Regions from separate parts of the Mus musculus genome. Here all the other regions are linked to region 6. The links are chromatin contacts, called in public HiCAR-type, HiChIP or PLAC-seq and promoter capture Hi-C maps. All regions are on one chromosome and are shown on one strand. The core of a region is the stretch at or near the end of the contact, and the rest is flanking DNA. Distances in the headings are between cores, read along the strand shown.

Region 1 (3,464 bases), core at 585-3,084, 1.8 Mb after region 6:
GCAGACATATCTACCCAAGAAAAGCTAATGTAACAAGATCCTAATAGGCTCCCCATGCTTTGGAATAAATGACCTTATAAAAGAGTCCAGCACTAAGGGGACTGCAGGTCCTAACTGTGACTGATGTCCCAAGCATCTTTAAAGGCGTCCCATAGATAGCAGCTATCATTACAGAAAATGGGCTAAGAGGTGGGCAAAGAGTGAATGCAGACAGTTCCATAACTGCCCTTTTCTTTTTCTACACTGGGTATTGCACCCTGGAGACTTCACACATATAAGGCAATCGCTCTATCACTGACCTGCACACACAGTTAACTTTATTTATTAAAACAGACAGTTTTAGAGATAAATGTTTACACACTGTTCTGTGGCTAGAAGCCAGAGCCTTACACATGCAAGGCAAGCACCCTACCACTGGCGGCTCACACCCTTAATTCTCTGATGACTCCTTAGCAGAGGCAGGCGCTCACGGGTCTCTTTCCCAGGAAGGAGAACACAAAATGCCAGTTTGTCCTAGGTACTTTGCAGGATCTGATCTTTGGCTCTAAGGAAATGTGACCTAAGGGTCTGTGGGGGCTCTGAGCAATCCACCTGCTTTGTGGTCACTAGCCGGCACAATAGCGGGGGCAGATCTAAGAAGGGTGCATGATCAACCACAAGACAGCTGCTGCCCTTTGAGGTCCAGACATTCACTGGGGCCTGAGGTTGAGAGAGACCTAGAAGAAGGCAGGCCAACCGTATATCATTGGTACAACCAACACCACCCACCTGCTATGTGCTACCCCCCTCCCCCTCCAGCCACACTCGCTTCCCAGTGTGAGCACAGGAAGCCTCTCCCAGCATGGTGCTAGCATCAGGGTGATCCATCACCTTGTACCACCTCAGCCTAAAATGGCTGGTTCCCTAACTCAATTTCTCATTTTCTTCCTGCCTTATAAGAGCAATAACTAACAGCAGTAGTATGCCCTGTACCCAGAATTGTTCCGAGCCTTCAGACAGAAGAACTTTTGTAATAGCTTTCTGTCACCGAAACAAACTACCTGAGACAATCACCGTAGTAAAAGAAAAGGTTTGTTTTGGGTTCTTGGTTTCATACTTATTTATTATTTCATGGTTATTTCTGTTGCTCTGGACCTGTAGTGGAGGCTCAGTACATCACAGTGAGAGTATATGATGAAGCCTTCCATGTCAGGGTGACAGGGAGAAAGAGGAAAGGAAGGGGGAGGGGGACACACTAAAATCCCAATATCTCCTTCAAGAACATGCCCACAATGACCTAAAGACCTCCCAGTAGACTTTACTTCTTGAAGAGTCTACTACCTTTTACCACCATAGGCTGCACACAGTACTGTTGACAGATGGGTCTCTCAGGGTGGCAGGGGTAGGGCGTGGGGTGGGGAACAACAGTCAAGACTTAAACTTCAACTGCCAAACGATCTGTGGGCTCTGAGCTCTCTTTCTCCATACAAGGAAACTGAGTCACATGAAAGTTAAGCTGTTTTTTTTTTCTCGGAGTTATTCAACCAAACAAATTAGAGCCGGATGTGAACTCAAGCGTGAGCTAGCTCTAAAAGCCTGGCGCTTACCCAGCGCTCCTCAGGAACCTTGGTACCACGATAATTTCCATTCTTCCTAATATAAAGTGTCTCCCAAATCAAGATTTCCCCCATCAGCACAATAATGTTATTACCGTTCCTCTTGAGCTAGTTTGCTTTTAAATGCTTATTTGTTTTATAAGAGGACTAGGCTGAGTGGAGACAGCCTATGCTGAGCACGTGTGAGCACTGAGTTCCATTCCCCGGTGCAGACGATGGGAAGGAAGGGAAACAGAAGCAGATTTGTTCAAAAGGGAAGTTAGGGACTAAGGAGATGGCTCAGCAGTTAAAAGAGCATACGGGTCCTGCACAGAACCCAAGTCCAGGTCCCAGTACCCACATAGGACTGTCACACTTGTGACTCCAGCTCCACAGAGGATCCAAAGCCTCTGGAGTCTCTGAGCACCTCCACTCACAGGTACATCCATACGCAGAGACACGCAATGCTCATAATTTAAAAATAAACCTTCTGGAGATTGGGGAAGTTGGTAAAAGAACGGATTGAAGTCGACCGCCCTGGAAGCTAGATTTCTTTGTACCAACAGAATGGAGGAGAGGTACAGGGGAGAAGCATAGCACCACAGTCAGCACCTTCTGTCCCTGGGATTGCCCCGGCCATGTCAGGTCACATCCCACGTGCCTGACCAAAGCCAGCAGGCTGTCAGCCAAAATTATACCCCCGCAGGATAGAAGTATCCAGTCAGACCCGAAAAAGACTGTTCTCGCTATGGACTGATTTTCTCTTGTTCACCTCCCGTTTATGAAAAAGAAGTTCTCTTCCTTCCTGGCCCAAAGCGCAGCTCACACATCCCAGAGGAGGCAAGTGCTAACGCAATAAGCACTCAAGAGGCTCCCTGCAGGCTGGAAGCCCAAAGAGCTGGTGGGATCCCAGCATGGAAGCCAGCAAAAGCAGCTGGGCCTGGAAGAACACTCCACCCTGGATGGCAGACTTGTTTACTGCTCCAAAACCACACAGGGAGTCCTTTTCCTAGTGAGACGCGAAAGTGAATGTAGCTATTAATTTTCTAAAAACAATCACTTTCCCGGTAATTAAAAAAAAAAAAAACTGACAAACCCACAGGATGTTTCCATTTCCCATTGTAACTCCTTTATATACCAAGTTTTACACTGTGTGCTTCTCATTTTCCATTGAAACTCACTGATATACCATGTTTTACACTGTGCGTTTCTCATTTTCTATGTTTTTTCAGTGCAACTCACACTGTAGAACATGGTATATGAATGAGTTGCAGTGAAAAACATGGAAAATGAGAAATGCCACCTGGTGACAATCCAGCAATCACTCTTCGCAAGTTCTTGTGGCAAAACAGAGAAGCTGAGGACCCACCGAAAGTTCCAGACTAGGCACAAGCTGGGAGTCAGTCTCTATTGAGGCTTTCCTGTGAGTCCACAGAGCACTGCAGTTTGACACTTAGAGAATGGTCTCTGGGAAATATTTATTCCAGCAGACACTCCAGGAGTCAAATCTAGCCTGGGTGCTCTCCCTGCCTCTTGAAGCAGCTTGGGGAAGGAGAGAAGGAGAGACAGCTCCTATGACCTTGTCACGCTGGCAAGTATTCCAAAAGCAGCTTTCTTGGGAAGACAGTCCTGTAGCTCGGCTGATTTCAAACCCCCATTCAGGCTCCCTAAACAAGGTGTTGAAAGCTAAGTACAGAATCAGTGGTATGGATTCTTAAGTAAACTTGTCTTGCTGCCCCAGGACGCTCCTCAAAACAGCCTGTGTCCTCCAACCTCTGTGAGAATGTCTATATAAATAACTTAAACTAAGCTTTTCCCCCATCATTAAAAAACTCGTCAGTCATATAATTTCTATTTACTACCTGGGAGGTGGGGAAGAGCAACCACAAG
Region 2 (3,810 bases), core at 331-2,830, 1.9 Mb after region 6:
CGTCTCCACAACAAGGGAAGGCAGTTCTTCTGGGGCCAAGGGAGTTTACAGGAGGCAGCACTGTATATCGATGACCAGAGGGTCTCATCCCAGAGCTCCCTGGGAAAGAGTGCCAAGCGGCAGCTTTGAAAGCTGCTCCCCACATATGGTGAAGGGTTATGTGTCTCTGTCAGAGAGGCTGATCTCTAGCTATAGGGTATTCCTTCAAAAACTATATATATTCATGTATGAATGTATGTCTGTATAATTTTATGATAGCTTGGTGTCTGGTTATGTAGGAGTCAATTGGATTAAAGTTTTACTTAGGTAGGTTGAGTCCTGCCTTGTTAAAAAAAAAAAAAAAAAAAAAAAACCACCCACCCTTTATCTGGAAAACAAACATTTGCCAAAACTGCCTGAAGGGAAGGTTGTCACAGAGGACTAAGGTCATGCTGAACCTCCTCTTACAGTTTGCTAAGAGAAAAGTTCTTTTACAGTCCAAGACTACTGTTATTTGCAATTCCTGTATGCCTTTTTATTGCTACCTGCCTGATACATATTATTGAAATTATAATGTATTCTTATATAAAACCATTTGTTTCTGCAATTTATGTTGCTGTAAACACTCCTAACTAAACTCCCTTAATGATTAAGGGATTCAGAGACCACTCTGAGATGGTCCCCTAGGCAGGCAGTGTTGCCTCCTGACCTATAAACGGTAAGAAATTTGGGCTGGCCTAAACCCTTTCAGAACCTCAGCTTGCTTCCCTGCTCACCAATGAAATGTTTCTCCTTCTTCTCCTTGTGCATGGCTGACTTCTTTCTGGATGGAATTTTTCTTTAACAACCAGAAAGGTTGTGATTGATAGTAGCCTCTGCCCATCCTTGGAGAGAATGCTGTATACTTAATTTGCAGCAGATTTTTTGTGTTTGTCACTGCAGCCTAGACTGGCGATTTGTATTTTGAGGAGTTCCATGCAGTTTGTTCTCCAGAGCTGAAGTGGTGTCATGGAGGCACAAACATTGATATGACTTATGAATTTTTAGTTTTTGCACAAACAACGTTTTTTTCTTGCGTGTGTTTTCAGAACCACCTGTCAGCTTGGCGACGAGTCCCAGCAGGTATTGGGGGCTGTCTGTCAAGCGTGTGCACACTTCTCTGAACGTTTAACAGAGCTCAGCTACACCTGAGCACCCAATGCAGTCCTAAAAAGGGCATCTGGTGATTCTGTGCAGAGCCAGTCCCTGCAGCCCCGGAAACTCCAGGAAGTCCCTGAATGGCAAGAGTTTGCCTTCCAGTGTGGCAGGCGCAGCCACTGGTTCGGTTTCTACTTTTGCCTCATAAAAGTGGTAAATCTTAGGTATGGGGAAGCTGCAGTCCGGTTTTTCCAGCCCCAGACACACCAGTAAAGGAATAAACCATTTCCCCTCGAGCGTCCACGTTCTCTTCCCGGCTGAAACAGCCTGATTGACGGGCTCTTTCTCCGAGGCTCCGCCTCCAGATCAGCCCACGCCCATCCACAGGGCCCGGCCCTCTCGCAAAGCGCAGGCGCAATCCGTATGAGCCGGCCTCCGCTGCAGTCCTTGGCGCCAGAGACACCGCAGCATCCCAGCGCTAGAGTCTTCTCTGCTCGCTCCAGGGCCGTACCCTGTCCTCTGCCTCTTCTGGCGCCATGGCGAAGCCGTTGACGGACAGTGAGAGGCAGAAGCAGATCAGCGTGCGTGGCATCGCGGGGCTGGGCGACGTGGCCGAGGTGCGGAAGAGCTTCAACAGACACCTGCATTTCACGCTGGTCAAGGACCGCAATGTGGCCACGCCCCGCGACTACTTCTTCGCTCTGGCACACACAGTTCGCGACCACCTAGTGGGCCGCTGGATCCGCACGCAGCAGCATTACTATGAGCGGGACCCCAAGGTGAGCAGCCCGCCCTCCCTGGGAGGGAGACCGAGCCCAGGGCAGGGCGGGTCCCGCCCCCCCCCCCCTCCCAAGTATCGCCCACGGGCCTGGTCCCTGTTGCACCACGGTCACCTGCGACCAATGAAGAGACAGTAGAGTTATGCATCCTCCTTCGAAGGACCGGTGCATACCCTCTCTTTCGGGTTTCGTTTTAATTGAGACCCATCCCCCTGCTCCCCGGCCCGCAGTCCCCAGTCCCTAAGTATGGCTTTGAGTGGCCCCTTGTCTTCCACCGCAGTCAGTCCCCCACCGGTACGTTGTCTGGAATCTGGCTGTATGGAGCCAGGCCTCTGCCCACGGCGGAGTTGCGCATCCCAGAGAAGTGCTCTAGGGGTCTGCTCTTGCCGGCGGATTTTCCGGCTGTTTTCCAGCTGTGGACTTCCGAGATGGCTTCAGAGTTCATGCTTCCTCTACTCCCCCACTCCCCTCCCCCTTTTGTTTTTCTGCAGCCCCGAGCGAAGAAGATGGGGGACTGGAACTAGATCCGGTAGTTTTATGAGTCGGAAAGGGGTGAGATCAGTAATCTGCAGGGAATTGCCCCGCCCCGTGCTCCCCACCCTACCCCCTACTCCGAGACTGATGAGAAGAAAATCACTTGTAATGCCTGCCTGAAACAGGAGAGGGTCCGAAACTCAAAGATGGAATCCTCGTGGGGAAGGCTGCCTTTGAGGTTTCCACCTTGACAAAACTTGTTAGCAAGTTGCTTTAGAAGTTGTAGCATTTTTTCTGTTTTGCAAACCTTTATTCTTAGTAGGAAAACAAAATACACTGAACGGAGCCTTTGACAGTTCTCACCACCCCAACCCCCAAAACTTCTCAGCTCTGTCTGCTGGACTGCTAACTCTGTGCAATTAAGCTGGCTTCAAACCCACGGAAACCCACCAGCCTCTGCCTCCAGAGTGCTGGGATTATTAAGGCGTGTGCCAGCTCCACCAGGTCCCCCAGTCCTCCTTATTCTGTTCCGTTTATGTTTCCAGGTAATTGCTGTTCCTAAATACACAGGTATGCATATTTGTATGCTGCACAATTTTGTGGCTTTTATTTCATCCGAAACCATTTGTGGCTTCACTCATAAACAGGGCTCTGGGTCAGTAATACATACTGGTGCTTTTAAGCTTATGCAGGTATCATATTTTTACACATCCCCTGTTGCAAGAATTTCTCTCTCTCTCTCTCTCTCTCTCTCTCTCTCTCTCTCTCTCTCTCTCTCTGCATTTGGTATGGAGAATTCTGCCTATCTTGTATTAAGACAGAGTGAAAACTAGCAAGGAAAAAACTCTTGCCTATCTGGGGCCAGTTAGTGATGATCTGATTTGCCATAGAAATCTGGGCACCCAGCTGGGCGGTGGTGGCGCACGCCTTTAATCCCCACACTTGGGAGGCAGAGACAGGCAGATTTCTGAGTTCAAGACCAGCCTGGTCTACAGAGTGAGTTCCAGGACAGCCAGGGCTATACAGAGGAACCCTGTCTTGAAAAACAAACAAACAAACAAAAAAAGCCAAAAAAACCAAACCAAACAAACATACAAAAAAGAAATCTGGGCACCCAACAGCTGTCTTAGTGACAGAGCTTTTTAGAGTAATTTTTTTATAGGGCATTAAAGTATATTTGATAATTGCTAAGAGTAAAAATTAATTGCTTTCCAAACTCATTCTGGGGCTTTTTCCCTTCCTGAAATAAAGATGCTGAGGACAGGCTGTTAGAATGCTAGTTGGGCTTCTTCATAGTTAGTATGCAAGGCAGCTTCTAAAGAAGTGGCCCCAAATGGCTAAAACAGGTTATTGCAACAAGGGCTTGGGATCACTGCCAGGGAAACTGGCCAGGAGCAGCGGCTCCCCCAGAATGCCTTGTTAGTAGAAGAGCTGTGTTGCT
Region 3 (3,334 bases), core at 147-2,646, 1.8 Mb after region 6:
TTTAAGGGCACAACAAGTAGAGGGTTTCGTCTCATCCTTCAGAGACCCTGGCCAGCCCCTCTGTGCTCTACGGGCTCCATCCACTCTGCTATCCTAGCCCCGTGTTCTGTAGGACAGTTTCGTTGGGTCCGTGGTTTTGTTGTTTTGGGTTCTTGCATAATTCTCTCCCCTGGAGCTCGCATCCCTGGGCTCTCAGTTTTTTGCCCCGTGGAAAGAATGTCTTTGCTTCCTTCTCTTTTCCCACAATGCGCCAAGATTTCCTCCTCCCCTAGAAAAATAAGTAGACCCCGAACCGAATGTGAATCTACCTAACTACACCAGAGTGAGTGGATGGCTTCTCTCACCTGCCGGTATTGGGTAGAAGGCGATAAAGAGAGAGAGGCTAGAGACCCAGAACTTCCTTCTCAGCACCGGGTGAGGCCGAGAGTTCAGCTTACCACCCAGCTTCTTAAACTACCAGTCAGTTCTCTCCACTCTGCCTTAGGGATGCAAGACATAGACACCGGTCCTCCGGATTATCCGCCACCCAAAACTGGTACTAAGTGCTGAGAGAAAGGGGCTGAGAGATGGTCACAAGATCCATCGGAACCCTTGGTGGCTGTTCCCACCTGCGGTAATGGGGCTTGGTAATGGGGCTTGGGAGGAGAGGCTGCGGGAGAAATCGGCAGGAGGTGCAGGGGTCTGCAAGGACTGAGATCTCTCTGGGAGCGAGCAGGTAACCCAGGTGCTTCTGGACCTTTGAAGGGTTGGAGGCGGGAAGCATTGACTAAATTACCCGACGTGGAGACGCTCTCGCTGCGCTGCTGGCTGCCGAGCGCAGGCGGCGGGTGGACCGGGCCCTGGGCGACAGCAGGCTCGGGTCCTGCAGATGGCAGAAGCCGCAGGTCGGCGAGGAGCAGGCAGCGCGCACGAGCGGCGGCGGCAGCGGAAGGGGGCTGCGCCCCGAAGCCGCAGAGGAGCCCCAGGCCCAGCGGGAGAGCCCCGCGAGCAGGGCAGGAGCCGCAGAGTCCTGGCCCCGGTCCCGGTCCCGACCCTATTGCCTCCGCTGGATCTCCGCTGTTGGATCTTAGCCCAGGCTCCGCCGGAGTTGGCAGGTCTGCCTCCAATCCCAGCAGGTCATTGATGGCAAAGCTTCGAAGGCGAGAGCCGGTGGGAGGACAGCCTGGCGCCAGGGCTCTACTCCTGGAGCGCGCATCCGAAAGCCCATCCCGTCCAGTCATGCTTCTCAGTCCTCTAGGCTAGGAGCCGGAGTTGAGTCCTCTCTGGCCACCTGTGCAGAAGAGGCTAGCTCTAGGCGACCCCTTTTATGCTGGAGAAGCTGTCCCTGAGACCTAGACAGCCTAGAAGGCGCCAATCAGCAGGGAGCAGACGCATCCAAGCTCCCACCAGCAGGTTCAGGCGCCATCAGCTCCCCTCCCCTGAGTTGTTGGCCTCCCAGCTGCAGTCTTCCTAGCCACCCCTTTCTCTCTCCAGCTGTCCCTTACCCACCCCACCTCCATTCTCTGGAACGAGAAGAAAAGTGAGCAACAAGGGTTGTGTTGTCTCCCCTCTCCTATGAAACCCACAAGTTCCACATTCGTAATGGGTCTCTCTTCTGGACACCCCTGGCCTTCAAAAACCTCACACTCCCCACTAACCTGTAAGATCTAGGGACGGTTCCGAAGCGCGCGCGCGCGCGCACACACACACACACACACACACACACACACACACACACACCACTACCACCCAGACTACACTGGCCAGTCTCTTCAACTCCAGCACCCAGTCTGAAAATCCCTGAAGAAAACTTGACATTTTGTATTTAACCCACCGCCGGCCAATCTACAGCCAAAAACTCTTCCCTCACTGGATCTTTAAGGGCTGGACAGTAGAGTGCAATACAGGCCCAAACTGGCTTGGTGCTGCGAAGGGGCAGGAGATAGGAGGAGAGGGAGATGTGGACTGGGAGGACTAAAACCTTGGACAGGCTTAACAGAAATATACACAACCCAGTGAAAATTTAATTTCACGTGAGCAATGGCTATTGTTTTAGTATAACGGTGTACCATATTTGATTCAGCGATCCTAAATGAGGTCAGGGATGTGGAACTACTCACGGAGACTAACAAACTACCGTTCGGATTTATGATTAGTCAAAGGCAACCTGACTGGCACGTAGGAATTCCAAATTTGTTGAAACTGGAGCTAATTAAAACGCATAGGTGGGGGTGGGAGGGTGGAGAAGTGGCTCAATGGTTAAAAGCACTGACCACTCTTGCAGGGGACCCACAGGGCAGCTTACAACTGTCTGTAACGCCAGTGCCAGGGGATCTGACCCCCTCACACAGACCTACATAAAAACAAACAAACAAAAAATCATTGCATATAAACAAACAAACAACTCTGGGCCAGCCCTTCTGACTCAGTCTCCAGCCCAGACGCCTACCCTCTCTTGGGGCCCCTGCTCGCTTGTGCTTCTGGAAATTGCCTGGCTTCCAAATCAGGCGGACAGATAGCCGAGCTGCAATTTTGGGGGACCTACGGAGCCGTGGCTGGGCTTCCTCCACCTGGAACCCCGTCAGAGCCCCACACAGCGCATCTCCCTTGCTGTCTTCACTGTTTGAGGGCGCCACCACTAAGCCAGAGGATTAAACAAGGGGCTCTAAGAAAGACAATAACAAGAGGCTGCGCATTAACTTTCCATTATTAAAAGAAGACCCAAATCTCCCCTCCAAGCTGTTCTCCCGGATTAGCAAGCCAGTAACTTTCCTTCGGGATAATTGTCCATTGAGTCACTCGCTAGAGGGGTGGATGAGTGGGGAGAAATCTTTTCAGGTCTGCCAGGAATGTTGCTCAAAATTCACCTCTAGATTTAGGGGAAGACATCAGAAATATAGAGACTTGCCAATTAGCAGCTGTGTGCCTTCGTAAATCCAAATTTCGGCTTGCAGCTAAGAAAGATACTCACTAGGAGTGCACTCTTTTGTAGCCAGAATAGGTGACTCAGCCCGGATCACCTCAAACAGAAGAGGCTGCAGAGACCTGGCCACTGCCTGTAGCCAAGGTCCTGCGCTCTCCTAGATTCTACCTCAGGGTGGAAGGTCACCCAGATGACAGACTCCCCACACTCCAAGTAGATGCTAGAAATACAAAGCAACCAAAAGGTTGGGGGTAGGATTTCATCCCCTGGGGATAGTCCAGAGCAGATGTTTCCAACTCCTTGAGGAAGATCTTATCAAATAAACCCGTTCTACTGATGAGAGGTTACTCAAACAAGTCAACTTGTCTCATGGAACAAGGAAAGAGAAATGGGAATAGTGAGGCAGAGCCAGGCTGAGGAAAGAGCTGGGCT
Region 4 (3,334 bases), core at 194-2,693, 1.7 Mb after region 6:
TGAGGGGACTGTGAAGACAGACCTGGATTGCTGATTCCTGAGGCAGGGATGAAGGGCTGTGGAAGAGCAGGTTAAGAGCCAGAGCACTAGAATCTAGCCAAAGCTTCAGGTCCTCGACAAACTAGACCCACGAGTGCTTGGAGGAAGTGAGGACAAACTCCAAATGTGTTCAAGCAGCTTGACACTAAGAACTGTGAATAGGTTATTCATGAAGTACAAATCTGTTCGAAACCAGTAGCATCACACTATATGTAAATTTCCCTCCCAGCCCTGCAGGCACTGAAGGGCTGGCAATACCTGATGCTGAAAGCTGATGCTGGAGTACAGAGGCCAGAGGACTCAGAGAGAATGCTAAGCATCAGACACCACACTGGGAGTGCCCTTGAAGAACCCACATGCAGGCAGAACAGCTGAGACAGAGCACAACCCAACACATAGCCTATCCCATCTAAAGCTATCCAGCTGCAATGCAGCTTCCTTGACCTTGTTCCTATTTTCTAGGGTTCACCCAAGGGCTGATAGACCCCCAAGGACAAGGCAGAAGGTGGCTGGGGTCACAGGCCACTTTCAGCACTTTTTGCCCTCTCGGGTTCAGTCAGGACTGAAGTATTGGCACTGTCTTGGGACTTGGGAACATTGAACCTTCACAGCTTCCAAATGGTGGGAGTCTACCAGGGCACTGAAGATCCTTGAACTATGGAGATATCAAATGCAGGGACCCCAGAAGTGGGTCCAGATCCCTATGCAAATGAGGTACCTTCACAGTTACCCATGAGGAACTGTTCCCACTGTTACCCCACTCCCTTCTTGATGATATCTAGACATTGCCTCGGCTGGAAGGTGTCCCAAACAGCTCTCCCACATGCCTTTGTTCCAATAGCAAAGCCACAGGCACCTCAGTTCTATGGTTTCTAAGGATGTTGTTTTTGAAGCACTTGATTGATTTTTAAATTTTGCAACAAGTCAGTTCAAAGAAAGTATCTAATGGGACTGGAGCGACGGCTTAGCAGTTAAGAACACTGGCTACTCTTCCAGAAGACAGAAGTCCCATTCTCAGAATTTACACGTCAGCTAATAACCATCCATAAATCCAGTTCCAGGAGATCCAATACCCCATCTCTCTACCTCTGCAAGTACCACACACGTGATGCACAGATATACATGCAGGCAAAACATCCATAGACATTAAATAAAGATATCAAAGAGAAAGAAAGGCAGTATCTAAGGTACTGTGGTGGAGCTCGGTAGTAGACTGCATGCTTAGCATGTTTGAGGGCTTGGTTTCTAGCTGGGACATGAAAAAGGTTAAATGTTTGGTTAAGCATGCGTGTTACAACAGCACATAAGTGTAGACAAGAGTCGGGTGACACTTGGAGCACACTGTAACACAGAATGTCCCTAAGAGGAGAGAGAACACTCAATCCCAGGCCACTTCACAGGGCATACAAGGTCATTTTGTGTAGAAATGACCTCATAGGTGCTTAGAATATGGCCATGTCACACCAGGCCACAGAGTCTGCCATTGCAACACTCAAGTGTCCTTTCTAGACACAGCCACTTGGGAATCAGCTGGCTCTGGGGAAATTTTCTTTTAAATATATCATTGATTTAAGAACATTCTGGTAATTTACTCTGCCCTCCCTTCCCATGTCAATTATGCTATGGGATGTCAAGTTTCCCCAGCATCTCAGGGAAGCACACGGACTGCTCTAGGGCATAGCCTAGTGCACAGGTATAGCAGCTACAGAGCTGGCACGAGTGCTGAAACCAAGCGGGTGGGTGGGCAGGAGGATATGTATGTGGCTTAGAAAGTGCCCCAGTTAGAGATACTGGAAACAGAGGAGACTTCTCAGGCTCAGCTAGGGTCCAAATATATCATGGTTTCTTATGGCTGAATGTCCTTAAAGGTCAGTAAATCTGGGCATTTTGTATCTTAGACTATTACCTTGATCAGTGTCCTCATCAGGAAGGTAACAGTATAGCCCATAAGGCCCTGTGACTGTATTCTGTTGTCTTTTTATTGGGGCACCCTGCTGCACATGATCCTCCACTATAGAAAGAAGGGGGGACACTCACCTTCTCCTTTGATATCATGAGGGTACCCAATGACAGCAGTCTCTGGAACAGCGGGATGGTCAGCCTGTGCAGAACAGAGGGCAAAAGGCCCTGAGATGACTTGGGGTTTACATTCCCATCCCGACTCTGAGATCAACAGATGCATCATGAGAATACCAGGCAAAGTAAAAGGCAGGCTGGGCTTAGCTTACCATTGCATCCTCAATCTCTGCAGTCCCCAGGCGATGACCACTGATATTGATGACATCATCCATGCGCCCCGTGATCTGGTAATAGCCACCCTCTGTCCGGTGAGCTCCGTCTCCAGTGAAGTAATAACCTACACAGTAGTGAGGCATCCAAGGCCAGGGGCTCTGAGTCAGGCCCGGCACAGTCCAAGTTCCTAACCTGTTATCTCCCTCCAACAACCAACAAATAAACATCTCTCTCAGTGGTCTAATGAGAGGGCAAGTGGCACGGAGTCTACGTCATATGAATGATGTCAAGAATGTTAATGTCCAGAAAACAGAAAACAGCAGGGATGCTCATAAAGATGAATGGCAGCTGTAACCTTGAGACTGAAAGTTGCTACCTCCAGCAAGGCAGAGACCTCGGCAGCCACACAAACTTCCAACCCAGGACCCAAAAGAAACGTTGAGAAGAATGGGAATGTAAACTATGGAACACCCAGCCTCTGTGACAGCTTCCCAATCATGTCTTATCACTCATTTCTTCCCCATTATCTTCTATGATGTCCATCCCAGGCCAGAGCCATGGATATACTCATGTTCATCCTGGCCCTTACACAGGGTCCGCATGCCCACCCGATCTCCCAACCAAGATAAAGAAGGCCTGAGAAGTAAAGGGAGGGTCCAGAGACAGACTCACTTTCACAGAGCTGCCATGAATTTAACCAGATCCCCTATCTATAGAAACAAGACTCCAGGAATCCCTGGAGAAGACACTGGGATCTACCCTAGCTGCTCACCTGGGTACGCTCTGAAGTAGGCATCTACGAACCTCTGGTGGTCACCATAGATGGTCCTTGCCATGCCTGGCCAAGCTTGGGAAATACACAAGGCCCCAGAGACATCTCCACCCTCCAAAACATTGCCCTACAGATGGAGAGAGACATTCATGAGAGACCTGGCCAGCCCTGGGAGAAAGTCAAAGAATTGACTATCGGCTTGACCCGACACAGGAAATATGAAGCACTGGATAGAACTGTCCAGAGCTTTCCTCCTGACAAAGTTTGATGAGAGCCCTGGTTTGCAGCAGT
Region 5 (3,312 bases), core at 677-3,176, 1.9 Mb before region 6:
AGACTAGGAAGTTTCGGTGCTTATCATTTTATGCAGCTTTGCCTTCTTTTTACATTTCAAAGTTCAAAACCACTTGTGATGGACTCTGGGGGAGGGGCTCAATGTAGCAAGCTGCCTGCTCCTATCCAACTGCCTATGAATTTGTGTTCATATAAGAACATAGCACAGCCGGGCGTGGTGGCGCACGCCTTTAATCCCAGCACTCGGGAGGCAGAGGCAGGCGGATTTCTGGAGTTCGAGGCCAGCCTGGTCTACAAAGTGAGCTCCAGGACAGCCAGGGCTATACAGAGAAACCCTGTCTCGAAAAACCAAAAAAAAAAAAAAAAAAAAAAAGAACATAGCACATCCCAGAGGACACAAACTCTTAAGAAGGGGCTATTTCCAAATAATATTCTTAAACACACACACACAAACACATATACGTGTACACACACATATGTGTATATATACACTATTCTAAAACTAAACATAGGCTAGCTACCTCTCTAAGCATTTAAGTTACCTCTACATTAGCATTTAAATGAAGTCATTAAACCATTGAGGAAGGGGCAACCTTTACTGCCTGACAAGCAGCAGAGAAACACTTTAGAGGTCTCTTAAGGTGAGCCTTTGTGATTGTGATTTGTCAGGCCTAGGGGGGATTCAGGGAAGAGACTTTCAAGCTTGAGCAAATGGGCAGATACCTCCCTCCTCTTTCTAGACTTCTTTCATATGCTGCAGGTGGGATGGGGGATATGACAGGGTACATTTGAAGCCACCAGAAAAGAAGGGATACAAATATCATGTTGGTTGAGAACAGAGGATTAAATGACCCTTGGTTAAAGTGAAATACAAGCAGTATGAATAAGCAAGCAATTTAGCTCTTTGATAACCCGTTATCTGTGTTACAAAAACAAAAAACCAAACCCCCCCCAAAAACGGTAGAGCAAGACCACAGGATGGGTGGAGTTGTTACACTGTGCCTGACTCAGGCAAACAATCACTGCCTCAAGGCCAGGCTGTTACTGCCCACATAGAAACAGGCTTCCTCAAAACAAGCCCCTTTTAGCTTTTTACTTTCCTGCCTGCTGCATGCACGTAATCTAATAAACTGCTTTTTCTGTTTGGAGAATATTTTTTACACTGGAGTCACCCAAATGACACGGCCAGCCAGCACAGAAGGCTCAACTGGTGATTAAATAAGAAAATTCTTTAGTTCCTTGCCTAAGCACATCACAGGTACTCAATAAATGCTAGAACGTGATATTAGCAAATTTTGGCTAGACTCTGCAACTGTTTAAAGTGACCTCGTTGGGCTGAGAGATGGCTCAGCAGTAAAGCGTTCATGCTGTTTTTCCAAAGTAGAGTTTGATTGCTGGCAGCCACAGCAGGCTGAATACTGCTGTTTGTAACTCCAGCTCCAGGGGATTTGAAACCTCTGGCCTCCACAGGTACCAGCACTCGTTCACAAAGCCACATGTACATATACACACATTGCGTAACTAAAAATAAATCTTAAACATATTTTTAAAAAGTTGCTTATGCAAAGCAGATTTTAAAAAAAAATTGCAAAACACTTGAGGATGCTTTTTCATAGTTCGGCCAGGCACAGCAGCATAGAAATGAGAGAAACCAGGAAATGGAAACTAGAGTGTAGATGCTTCTATTCAGCTCAAGACTGATTGTGAGAAAGGAAGTAAGATAGGCCACGCCTTTCCAAAGTCTCGGCCACACAAGGACTTTGCGGCTGCGGGCCTAATGTGGCCGGCGCTCTTGGCTGGATTGCCGGAGAAGGCATCCGCCAGGAGTCGGCTCTCAAAGGCTTTACCAGAGAACGCGGCGAGCCAGGTCTACAGCTCGCCCAGCCGGGCCTCCACTCCGGCAGTCTAAATGAACTTCCACTTAACCGAGCTCCTTTCCCTGCATCCCCCGCGGTGGTGGTATGACGTAACTTCCGGCCGCTGAACGCACGTGGGAGGAAGTGCTGGTGCCCGCGGCTGCCGCTCCTGCTAGTCTCGTTGGTTACACTCTCCCGCTGGCCCGGCTGCTGTTTCGAGCTGCCCGCTGGTCATGGGAGTCCCGGCGTTCTTCCGCTGGCTCAGCCGCAAGTACCCGTCCATCATTGTCAACTGCGTGGAGGAGAAGGTGAGGAGGCGGCCAGTACGCCGGAGTGGGGACCCGGCGTGGCAGGTCTAGGCCGAGGCCCTCGGGGATGGGCGCCCGCCCCAAGCTGCCTCACGGGCCGCTTCGCGGGTTCGCGGTTCCGGAGGCGGTCTGGGCGGAGCGAGGGCGAGTAGGGGGCTTTGGGGGCTTGGGCGGCTCCTCCCCCGCCTGCGAAGCGGGGCACCCCAGGCTCCGCCCACGGCTTTGTTCCCTCCGCGCCGCTCACTGAGCTCCAAAGGGCGCCCAGGCTAGTCAGCCCCCCTAGCGCGGGCAGCAAGGTTGGCAGGGTAGGGACCGCTGGTTGGTCCACTGTCTTGAGCCCGGAGTTCCCGTTGGCTGGATCGCTTGTTTTCCACCCGAGCCTGGCCATTTGTTGCAGTTAAGCGTGCGCGGGCAGCAGCTAGTTACGAAGGACTAGGCTAGGGGAGCGCTCTTTCTCCCTGGCGGGCTTTGCTGTACGAATGCCGGGCAGCTCGCTGTGTTTCACTTCCTGCCTCCGTTAGTTTGCTAGTTTACAGGCAGACTTTTAAGTCGTTCCGATTCGTGAGTGTTGCTTTTGTCGTTCGCGTAATTCTGTCGAGTTCGACTTTGTACTCTAAGTTAGAATTTCTGGATTGGAAAAGTTCCGGGCACATGTGTCCCCTCCCACTTTCGGCTTTAGAACCGCCTCTCTCCAAGAACCTATTTCTCCCGCTGAAGTTATTTACTTTCTCACTTCCTGTCTTAGAAGAAACCAAAAGCTTTGTTTTGGTGACAATCCTAGTATATTTTTGTGTTCTCCAAAGACAAATTGCTAAGCTGAACCATTATTTCTTTATAAACATTGTGTTCTCCTGGGGGGGGGGGGTCTTCCAAAGGGAGAGCCACTTTTTCGTAACAGACACTTTGAACTGTTTTGGTTGTGTCTCTTAATATGGTTAAGTTTGATTTATCGGTTTTAGGTCTATCTAATTTTGGGTAGAAGAGGAATTAGCTATTTATTCACCACCACCCCAGTTTTTCTAATGCTAATCCATAAATCTGACGGTAAAATTTGTAATTTAACGGAGAACTCGTTTAAACGTATATCGGGCCAAGGCGTGGCACATACTTTTACTCCCAGCACTTGGGAGAGAGGTAGGCTTGAGTTTTGGAGGTCAGCCAGATATACACAGAGTTCAAAGCAAACCA
Region 6 (3,273 bases), core at 417-2,916:
AGCAGGAGAAAAAAATGGAGCAGGATTTAACTCGTTTGTATTTTCAAGAGAAGGTAGAAATGAGCTCTACACACTGGCATACAACTCTTTGTCGTCTAAAACCTGGGCTTCCTTTGGGTCAACTTTGGGGCTTTAGCAGCTCCTGCAGCTAGCTCCTCTGTCAGAGTCTAAGTCTAAGGTAGTCTGTCCATCTACTCAGTGGGTGGAGGGTGATTAGAGCTATCTTGGGGGGTAATTAGCAAAACCCCTGAGGGATATCCCGAGGATATTCCAGGGCCACAAGAAGAGGGAAGCAAGGCTTCTTAGAACAACTAGACAGCACCTTCTGAGAAGACACAAGGGGACCTGCCTGGTGACCTGCACCAACATGACAGCCAAGAAACTCAGACACCAATCTACACAGTTATGTGTCCCTTAAGGATAGAGGCTCCTTCTGAGAAATGTGCCCTGGCCACACTGTGTACAAGCTAATACGGCTGCAGCATCAAGGGGTTGTTTAGCTTTGAGGTTCACCCATCACAAACCGAGTCATGGCTGAAGGGAGCCTGACTGTGTGGTACAGGACTGATCACCACAGCTGTCTGGACCATTCTACAGTGCTACCAAAACAGCAAGGCAGCACAGGCAGTGCTCAGAGAAAAAGACAGGCTGCCAGACTGGATAGAAATGGCCCTTGCTAGCAGAGTCCATAGTGGAGACCAGCAAACTGAGACTTTGAGTGAAGGACCTGAGTGTTCGTGGGTTCCCAATTTTCCAAATGGAATCTTGGGTATGTAGAGAATGCCCTTGTTTTCCGGAAGTGTTGACTCTGAAAGTATACACAAAAATAAGTGACTATAAACACACACCCACGTACACGTGCTCCTGAGTAGAGCAAGGAGATTGGAACATGGCCAAGTGTTTACTGGAAGGATGGGGTGAAATCTGCCGTCTGTCAGAATGAGTTTCAAGTAGCGCGATTAAGTGAAGCCAGATCATTAGCAGTTGACATTGACCCCAGGCGGCTAAGGGAGGTGAGCTCCGCCCAGGGAGCGTTTGACCTACATCCTTAGTACCTTCTCTGGGTGGCCTTTTGGAAACAGAGCTAGGAGGCCCACCCGCTGGGCTCTTCTGAGTTCCAGAATAAACAAAAGATGAATGTTAACACAATGAGTAGACCAGAGAAGAAAGGAAGAGAGAGGACCGCTCCCATAAGAAGCAAAGGTGTTGATTAACAACTGCAGATGCAAACCGCGCCCTAGCTAGGGGTGCCTGGGTGGGAGCGGCCTGGAGACGTCGGGAGAGCAGGGGACAGCAGGGACACGTACCTGCTTACGAGCTCTCACCACCTGTATGGCGCGGCTGTGGTACGCATCGTTGCTGCCCTTGTTGTACTCGCTCACAGCGAAGTCCAACGCTCGCCGCACGCCTTCCTCATTGGCATCTGCCTCCTCCGGGGCTCCCAACATTCGCGGGCCTTGTTTTGGGGTCGCCGCCCAGGCCACGGCCAGGACGGCCAGCAGGAACAGCAAGGAGCGCAGCGGGCTGGCCATGGTTGGCTAGGACAAAGGGATAAAGCTCCAACAAGACTCTGAGTTGGTGCAGAACAGACGCTGCTACTCCGTGCGACTTTTACCCAAATGCGAGCGTTAGGGACCCGCCCGCCTCTCCTGGCTCCTCCTTTTCCGGCGGCCACCCTCCCTTTTCCGTCTGCCCCCTAGCGGGCCCCGCCTCCTCTTCCGAACGGCCCCGCCCTCCCTCTGCTTCAGTCAGCTGCTAGTCTGTTCTTGCCTTGTAGGTCAGATACCTCTTAAAGAGCTGCCAGATTCCCATTCCCTGCTGAGCCTCCCCTCCCCCATCCCTGCCCCGCCTCTCCCTTCCTTCTTCACTCTTAGCTTTCTGTTCTTACCAGTTCCTCTTCTGTGCCCTTTTCCACAGCTTCCCCTTTTACTCCAAGTTCCCTGTTTCATGAAGTGTGGTTTCACCAGAGAAGTTGGTCATTGCTCTCTGGACCCTAAAATGCCAGTGACATCTGAACCCTGTTTCTCCAGAAAGGAAAAGGGCAACGAGTCTTTAATTTCCTGCATCTTCAAAGTTCAGCCTCGATCACTTGATGGAGAGCAGGGTCACTATGTGGGAATGCTCGGAGCAGGGCTATTATTTCATTTTCCTGAAGGCCCTGTCCTAAGATACTTGTCAAAGGAAAATAAATTGATCTTGGGGGAGTGGGGAAGTGTGCAGCATTCTGTGTAACTACTCATTATCCTTAAAGAAACCATCCTAGGCTTCTTCCTAGACCAGGCCACTCTAGGGCCTGGAGATACCACAGGAGGCCAAGCCCCGAATGGATATTGTAACAGGCTGCCCAGTATATCCATCTAAGATGAACCCATGTGTCTTTTATGCTTCCTAGTAGACAGGTTAAAAACTACGGTATGAGGCTGGGTATGATGGCGCATGTATTTAATTCCAGTACATGGAAGGCAGAAGTAGGTAGATCTGTGTTCAAGACCAGCTTGGTCTACATCTCTGGTTCCAGGCCAGCAAGGGCTACACAGTGAAATCTTAGAAGAAAAAGAAGAAGGAGGAGGAGGGGGAGGGGGAGAGGGAGAGGGAGGGGGAGAGGGAGAGGGAGGGAGAGAGGGAGAGGGAGAGGGAGAGGGAGAGGGAGAGGGAGAGGGGGAGGGGGAGGAGGTGGAGGAGGAGGTGGAGGAGGAGGAGGAGGAGGAGGAGGAGGAGGAGGAGGAGGAGGAGGAGGAGGAGAAGACAGGGCTACACAGTGAGACCCTCTTGTTAAAAAACAAACAGACAAATCAGTGATAACAAAACCCAAATATTGAAGTCTTTAATACGTTTTATTTAACCTATCAAATGTAATTTCAATATATAATAATAACTCTTAAGGAAACAGATTATATTCCTTAATGTGTATAGTAATCCTTTAGAGTCTGTGTATATTTGTAACATTTAGGACCAATGTTCACTCAGTCTGACCCCCCTTTCCACATCTGCTAACTGCTGATGCTGGTGGCTATAGTACTGCATAAGGTTTAAGCTTTAAAGTTTAAGGTTTGTGCTAGTGGTAGTATGGGAGGTGATCAATAATTAAGATCAGATGATTATAATGCTCTGTAGAAAGTGAGATAGGGGGAGCAAGAGATGGGTGCCAGTAGATATTAGTTGAAAGATCCCTTTGGGATTCAAACAGTCGAGGAGTTCCACCTAGACCAGGGAGATAGCACCAGTCAGAGGGAATGACCCCTGCTTAGGTGATGAGGTCCAACAGGGCTTTTC
Region 7 (3,513 bases), core at 484-2,983, 1.9 Mb after region 6:
GAAAGTTAGCCTTTATCTCCTTTGCCATCTAGATTGTGCTGGCTGTCATAAGCACTAAAGAGAACTGCAAAGAAATGGCAGTCATAATGGGATCTCTTTACTACCATTAGAATGTCTATACCATAGGCAGGGTCAGGTTGTAGGCTCCTTATATGCAAATACCAGGTGCTGGGCAAGCACTATTGCTCAGAGCAGATGACATCATTTGCTCTTGGGAAGCTTACACTTCAGTAGTAAAACAGAGAACAAACTGTTGGGCATGACTTATACTGTGAAGGAAATACACAAAGAATGGTAGAGAATAGCTCGGAGAGGTCCACTGTAAATGAAACAGTCTGAGAAGGTGGCATTATGTTATTTTAAAAGTGAGAAAAGATCTACAAAAGGAAATGCCTGAGAGAATAGCTTTCCAAGTAGTGAGTATGACCACTTGTAAAAACTAAGACAAAAATTCTAGAGAATTTGAGAGAAGTATTGTGAAAGTGGAGAAGATGGTAAAAGATGTGAAGGCAGAAGACAGAAGCAGGGTCCTTACAGGTCCACGAACAAACTTCAAAACACTAGAAAATTAAGTCAAAACTGTGAGGTGCAGTTTTTCTACTACAAGTTAGCAAAGAACCCAGCGTTTGGAAGGACTCCACCGTTGAAGACGTGGGGAACCCATGCTTTCACACATTATTTGTAAGAGTGTTAATTAGTACAATAACTGAAGAGAAAATTGAGTCGTATCTCTGGAGTTGTATTCAAAGAGCATATAGTTTATCATAGCCAATTCCAATACTAAGACTCTCTCCCACAGCACATCCATAGTGAGTAGCAAGATAGTCAGTCCTTGGGATGCTGTAGTGCTATGTACAACAAAACAGCCAGGGAAGTGGGGAGGGGAGAGCTTTTAAGATCCGCCAAATAAGAGACCATATAGACTTCCGTTGTAATCAGATCTTGGTGGTTTTATTAAAGTGAGACAAGGCAAGGTCCAATGAGCTGCTCACATGCTGTTTACAATAGTTTCGCGGGACTAATAGCGATTGCCAACCCTACTCTCACACAGTATCCCCGCACTCTGTGGTTAGCATCCACCCACTCACTCCCTGAGTACCCCATCTTTTCATTAGAAATCCTTGCTTTTAGGCTTTCCCAGCCGATAGACAGGGATGTCCTCCAGGAACAAGACCAGTGTCCTGCACCCCAATGTATAGATGCCATCACGTGGGCAGGAAGAAGCGGAGTCCTGGTTCGGTGGGGAAAAGACAACTTGGGAGATATTCAGACAAATGAATTAGGGACATACATCCAGAGTCTCGCTGCAGTTAGGAGCTGACAACCTTGTGGCTTCTAGGAAGACATCAGAAAATATGGCCAAGGATAAAGGACGCTTGATAGCACCGCATTCTCTATTGTGAATGCATATCCTATCACGAATTCCCTTGAAAGTAAAAGAAGCAACTCGGGTGTGGAGGGATGCAGGAGGAAAGCCTACAGAAGGACGAGGTGATGGATGAGATTGAAGTAACTCCTACTCTAGTCAAGACAAGGCTCTGTTCCTCCCACACCTCAGGACTTGTTAGAAGGATCCAAGATAAGCAGGAGCTCCAGAGCCCCCTACTGGCAGAAAGAAAAATAAACACCCAAAGAGCACATGGCTATTGCGCCTGCGTGGCTGGCAAACGCCATGGCACACGCGCATCAACGCCGTCCTGCCCACCCGGTGACGCAAAGTGCACGTAGGCGGAGACAGCTTCTCGGCGTCTGCTGGGGTTTGCTTCCACGCGTTAAGGCTCTGTTGACGCGGACCGGCGCTGGAGAGCTGGGCGCGCGGTGTGTGGTCGCTGTCTGCCTCCGGCTACGCCACTACCTCTCCTGCGGGGCCGAGGGAGCCGTGCAGGGTAAGCGGGGCCAGCGAAATGTGCTTGGCCCGGAGGACTGACTACGGTTGGTCTCCCCACGCGCGCGAGGGACGGGGTTCCCCGTGGTGCAGTTCCAATGCCTGATACCTCCCTGGGCCCGGAGACAGCTCCGGGGGGAGGCCTCGGGGTCACTTGCGCTCTCGGTCCATTCAACTGGCTGTCTTTCCGACCCTGCTGCGTAGCCCTCGCACGTCTACAACACACCGTGGGACTCGTGAGCTATGCTGTAGGCCAAGCAGCAGGGGTCTCTGCCCGAGTGTAGCCCACAGCCCTGCCGCGTCCATTCATTCTGCTGGCTTGTGCTGACCCGCCCCCAGCAGAACCAGGCCCAGGCGCCTCCCCTTCTGCACTGGATAGCCCAACTGGGAGGCTCAGGAAACCGGGGAAACCCTGTGTTCTGATTGTGTGGAAGGTGGGAACGGTGGTGACATGGAAGAACTTACCAGGGGTCAGGGTGGTTCCACCTGAGTTGGTGTGTGGCCACAGGTGCTTCAGGTTAAAGGAGAGAGAAAGGTCCAGATGTAGACACCCAGAATGTAGGACAGGGAGTCAGTGAGAACACATTTTTATTTTAAAAGCATCAGGAAGTAATTGGTTTTGAGACAACATTGCTGAGTAGGTCACAGTGGACACAGCCCTTCACCCTGAGAGTATATCCCCCCCCCCCCAAAAAAAAATCAGTCACCTGAAAATACCTGGTCCTTTTGTGTCTCTGCAGATCCTGTGTGGTGAGGGGCGTAGGGAATGCTCATAGCCAGAATAGGAAACTCTCAGACAGTGAGGAAGGAGCTTCCCTAGGGAGAGGCAGAGGAATGTGATTACAGGATCTCTCCTGGGGTGCTGCAGAGCCATGAAGGGGGCTGAATACCTAGCGTTGAGGGGAGGTTTCCCCATCCCTGTTACCAGCGTTTTAACAATGTCCTTGAAAATAATGCAGCAAGCATAAAGGTAAGTCTGAATATTGCCCGCCCCCCTTCTCCTGCCCTGGAAGAAGTGTAGACTAAGATGGTGTGTATCTGAGTCCCATCTGGAGCCTCATGGACAGAACGAACCTGAGAGTTACACAGCTCTCTCTCTGTGTACTTAGGTCTGGAAGAACCTACTGGCCCATGCAGGCATAGCACCCTGCAAAAGAATCAGGAGGAGGCAGTCTTCACCGGACTGTTCATCTATCTATATCTATATCTATATACATATAGATATAGATATAGATATAGATATATGTGTTTTTTTTTCTTTCTACAACTACCAGGAGAAATACATGATGCTTTGTTAATATGCTTTATTTTTGGACACATGTGTAGCATGTGCAGCAGTCATTTCCCACATAGCTTGGTTCCTGTCTTTTAATGCAAACCTGAAAAGATCTGGCAGCTGCCAGTTTGAATCAGATGGAGCCTATTTCTGAGATCTAGCCTCCCCTCCTCGCTCGCCCTCTAACATTCTCTGACTCCCGCATCTACCTGACAGGAGGTGGACCTCCCCAAGTCACCTCTGCTTGCCTCTGTGTGCTGCTTCCTGTTCCGGTCCACTTCCTGCTCATTCTCCACTTGGCTGTAGTTCAAGCTGCTGCTTCTGCAAACGCTGTTCGGCAAAGTGCAAACTA

The links. Promoter capture Hi-C pulls out the DNA fragments that hold promoters and counts their contacts. HiCAR-type assays count read pairs that join an accessible place to other places. HiChIP or PLAC-seq counts read pairs in DNA pulled down with a chosen protein or histone mark.
Region 1: a HiCAR-type map of astrocytes shows a contact between it and region 6, with 8 times the contacts expected there. The contact joins the enhancer-like site here to the promoter of Cst3 in region 6. A contact is called at or near these places in 4 of 39 promoter capture datasets (the C10 cell line, cranial neural crest, hippocampal neurons and 1 more) and 3 of 115 datasets of contacts at active chromatin or transcription factors (astrocytes, bone marrow-derived dendritic cells and neural stem cells).
Region 2: an H3K27ac HiChIP or PLAC-seq map of bone marrow-derived dendritic cells shows a contact between it and region 6, with 12 times the contacts expected there. The contact joins the promoter of Pygb here to the promoter of Cst3 in region 6. A contact is called at or near these places in 3 of 39 promoter capture datasets (cranial neural crest, hippocampal neurons and pre-B cells) and 4 of 115 datasets of contacts at active chromatin or transcription factors (bone marrow-derived dendritic cells, embryonic forebrain, extraembryonic endoderm stem cells and 1 more).
Region 3: a promoter capture Hi-C map of hippocampal neurons shows a contact between it and region 6, with 2.7 times the contacts expected there. The contact joins the promoter of Vsx1 here to the promoter of Cst3 in region 6. A contact is called at or near these places in 5 of 39 promoter capture datasets (the C10 cell line, cranial neural crest, hippocampal neurons and 1 more), 1 of 484 Hi-C or Micro-C datasets (B cells) and 2 of 115 datasets of contacts at active chromatin or transcription factors (bone marrow-derived dendritic cells and large pre-B cells).
Region 4: a contact with region 6 is called in a promoter capture Hi-C map of the C10 cell line, with 7 times the contacts expected there. The contact joins the enhancer-like site here to the promoter of Cst3 in region 6. A contact is called at or near these places in 7 of 39 promoter capture datasets (the C10 cell line, the HPC-7 cell line, cranial neural crest and 4 more), 1 of 484 Hi-C or Micro-C datasets (B cells) and 1 of 115 datasets of contacts at active chromatin or transcription factors (bone marrow-derived dendritic cells).
Region 5: a promoter capture Hi-C map of pre-B cells shows a contact between it and region 6. The contact joins the promoter of Xrn2 here to the promoter of Cst3 in region 6. A contact is called at or near these places in 2 of 39 promoter capture datasets (the C10 cell line and pre-B cells) and 2 of 115 datasets of contacts at active chromatin or transcription factors (astrocytes and bone marrow-derived dendritic cells).
Region 7: a contact with region 6 is called in a promoter capture Hi-C map of neural stem cells. The contact joins the promoter of Entpd6 here to the promoter of Cst3 in region 6. A contact is called at or near these places in 12 of 39 promoter capture datasets (the 3T3-L1 cell line, 3T3-L1-derived adipocytes, the HPC-7 cell line and 8 more), 2 of 484 Hi-C or Micro-C datasets (CD4 T cells and LSK cells), 2 of 115 datasets of contacts at active chromatin or transcription factors (epiblast stem cells and large pre-B cells) and 2 of 9 other capture datasets (liver and macrophages).

Annotation. Positions count from the first base shown.
Region 1 is chr2:150,646,262-150,649,725 of GRCm38.p6, forward strand. All of the region lies in intron 2 of Acss1 (acyl-CoA synthetase short-chain family member 1), which reads right to left. The region is part of intron 1 of Gm52532 (a long non-coding RNA gene); the gene reads left to right. Among named protein-coding and RNA genes, the nearest start is that of E130215H24Rik, 20 kb to the right of the region's middle. Within about 2 kb of position 1,835, at least 40 of the 459 cell types and tissues checked have an H3K27ac peak or open chromatin away from gene starts, as enhancers often do. A contact at or near this core is called in astrocytes and pre-B cells, where this site is marked.
Region 2 is chr2:150,785,216-150,789,025 of GRCm38.p6, forward strand. Pygb (brain glycogen phosphorylase) reads left to right here and starts at 1,581. Exons shown (of 20, transcript NM_153781.1): 1 at 1,581-1,895. The coding sequence starts at 1,653. It overlaps Gm30141 (a long non-coding RNA gene), which reads right to left and starts at 1,537. Exons shown (of 3, transcript XR_375102.4): 1 at 756-1,537.
Region 3 is chr2:150,687,741-150,691,074 of GRCm38.p6, forward strand. Vsx1 (visual system homeobox 1) reads right to left here and starts at 1,397. Exons shown (of 5, transcript NM_054068.2): 1 at 776-1,397. The coding sequence starts at 1,220.
Region 4 is chr2:150,622,723-150,626,056 of GRCm38.p6, forward strand. Acss1 (acyl-CoA synthetase short-chain family member 1) reads right to left here. Exons shown (of 14, transcript NM_080575.2): 10 at 3,044-3,170; 11 at 2,268-2,395; 12 at 2,077-2,140. All of the region lies in intron 1 of Gm52532 (a long non-coding RNA gene), which reads left to right. Among named protein-coding and RNA genes, the nearest start is that of Gm52532, 9.3 kb to the left of the region's middle. Within about 2 kb of position 1,444, at least 1 of the 459 cell types and tissues checked has an H3K27ac peak or open chromatin away from gene starts, as enhancers often do.
Region 5 is chr2:147,011,073-147,014,384 of GRCm38.p6, forward strand. Xrn2 (5'-3' exoribonuclease 2) reads left to right here and starts at 1,927. Exons shown (of 30, transcript NM_011917.3): 1 at 1,927-2,124. The coding sequence starts at 2,050.
Region 6 is chr2:148,873,846-148,877,118 of GRCm38.p6, forward strand. Cst3 (cystatin C) reads right to left here and starts at 1,667. Exons shown (of 3, transcript NM_009976.4): 1 at 1,308-1,667. The coding sequence starts at 1,532.
Region 7 is chr2:150,747,348-150,750,860 of GRCm38.p6, forward strand. Entpd6 (ectonucleoside triphosphate diphosphohydrolase 6) reads left to right here and starts at 1,734. Exons shown (of 14, transcript NM_172117.5): 1 at 1,734-1,886.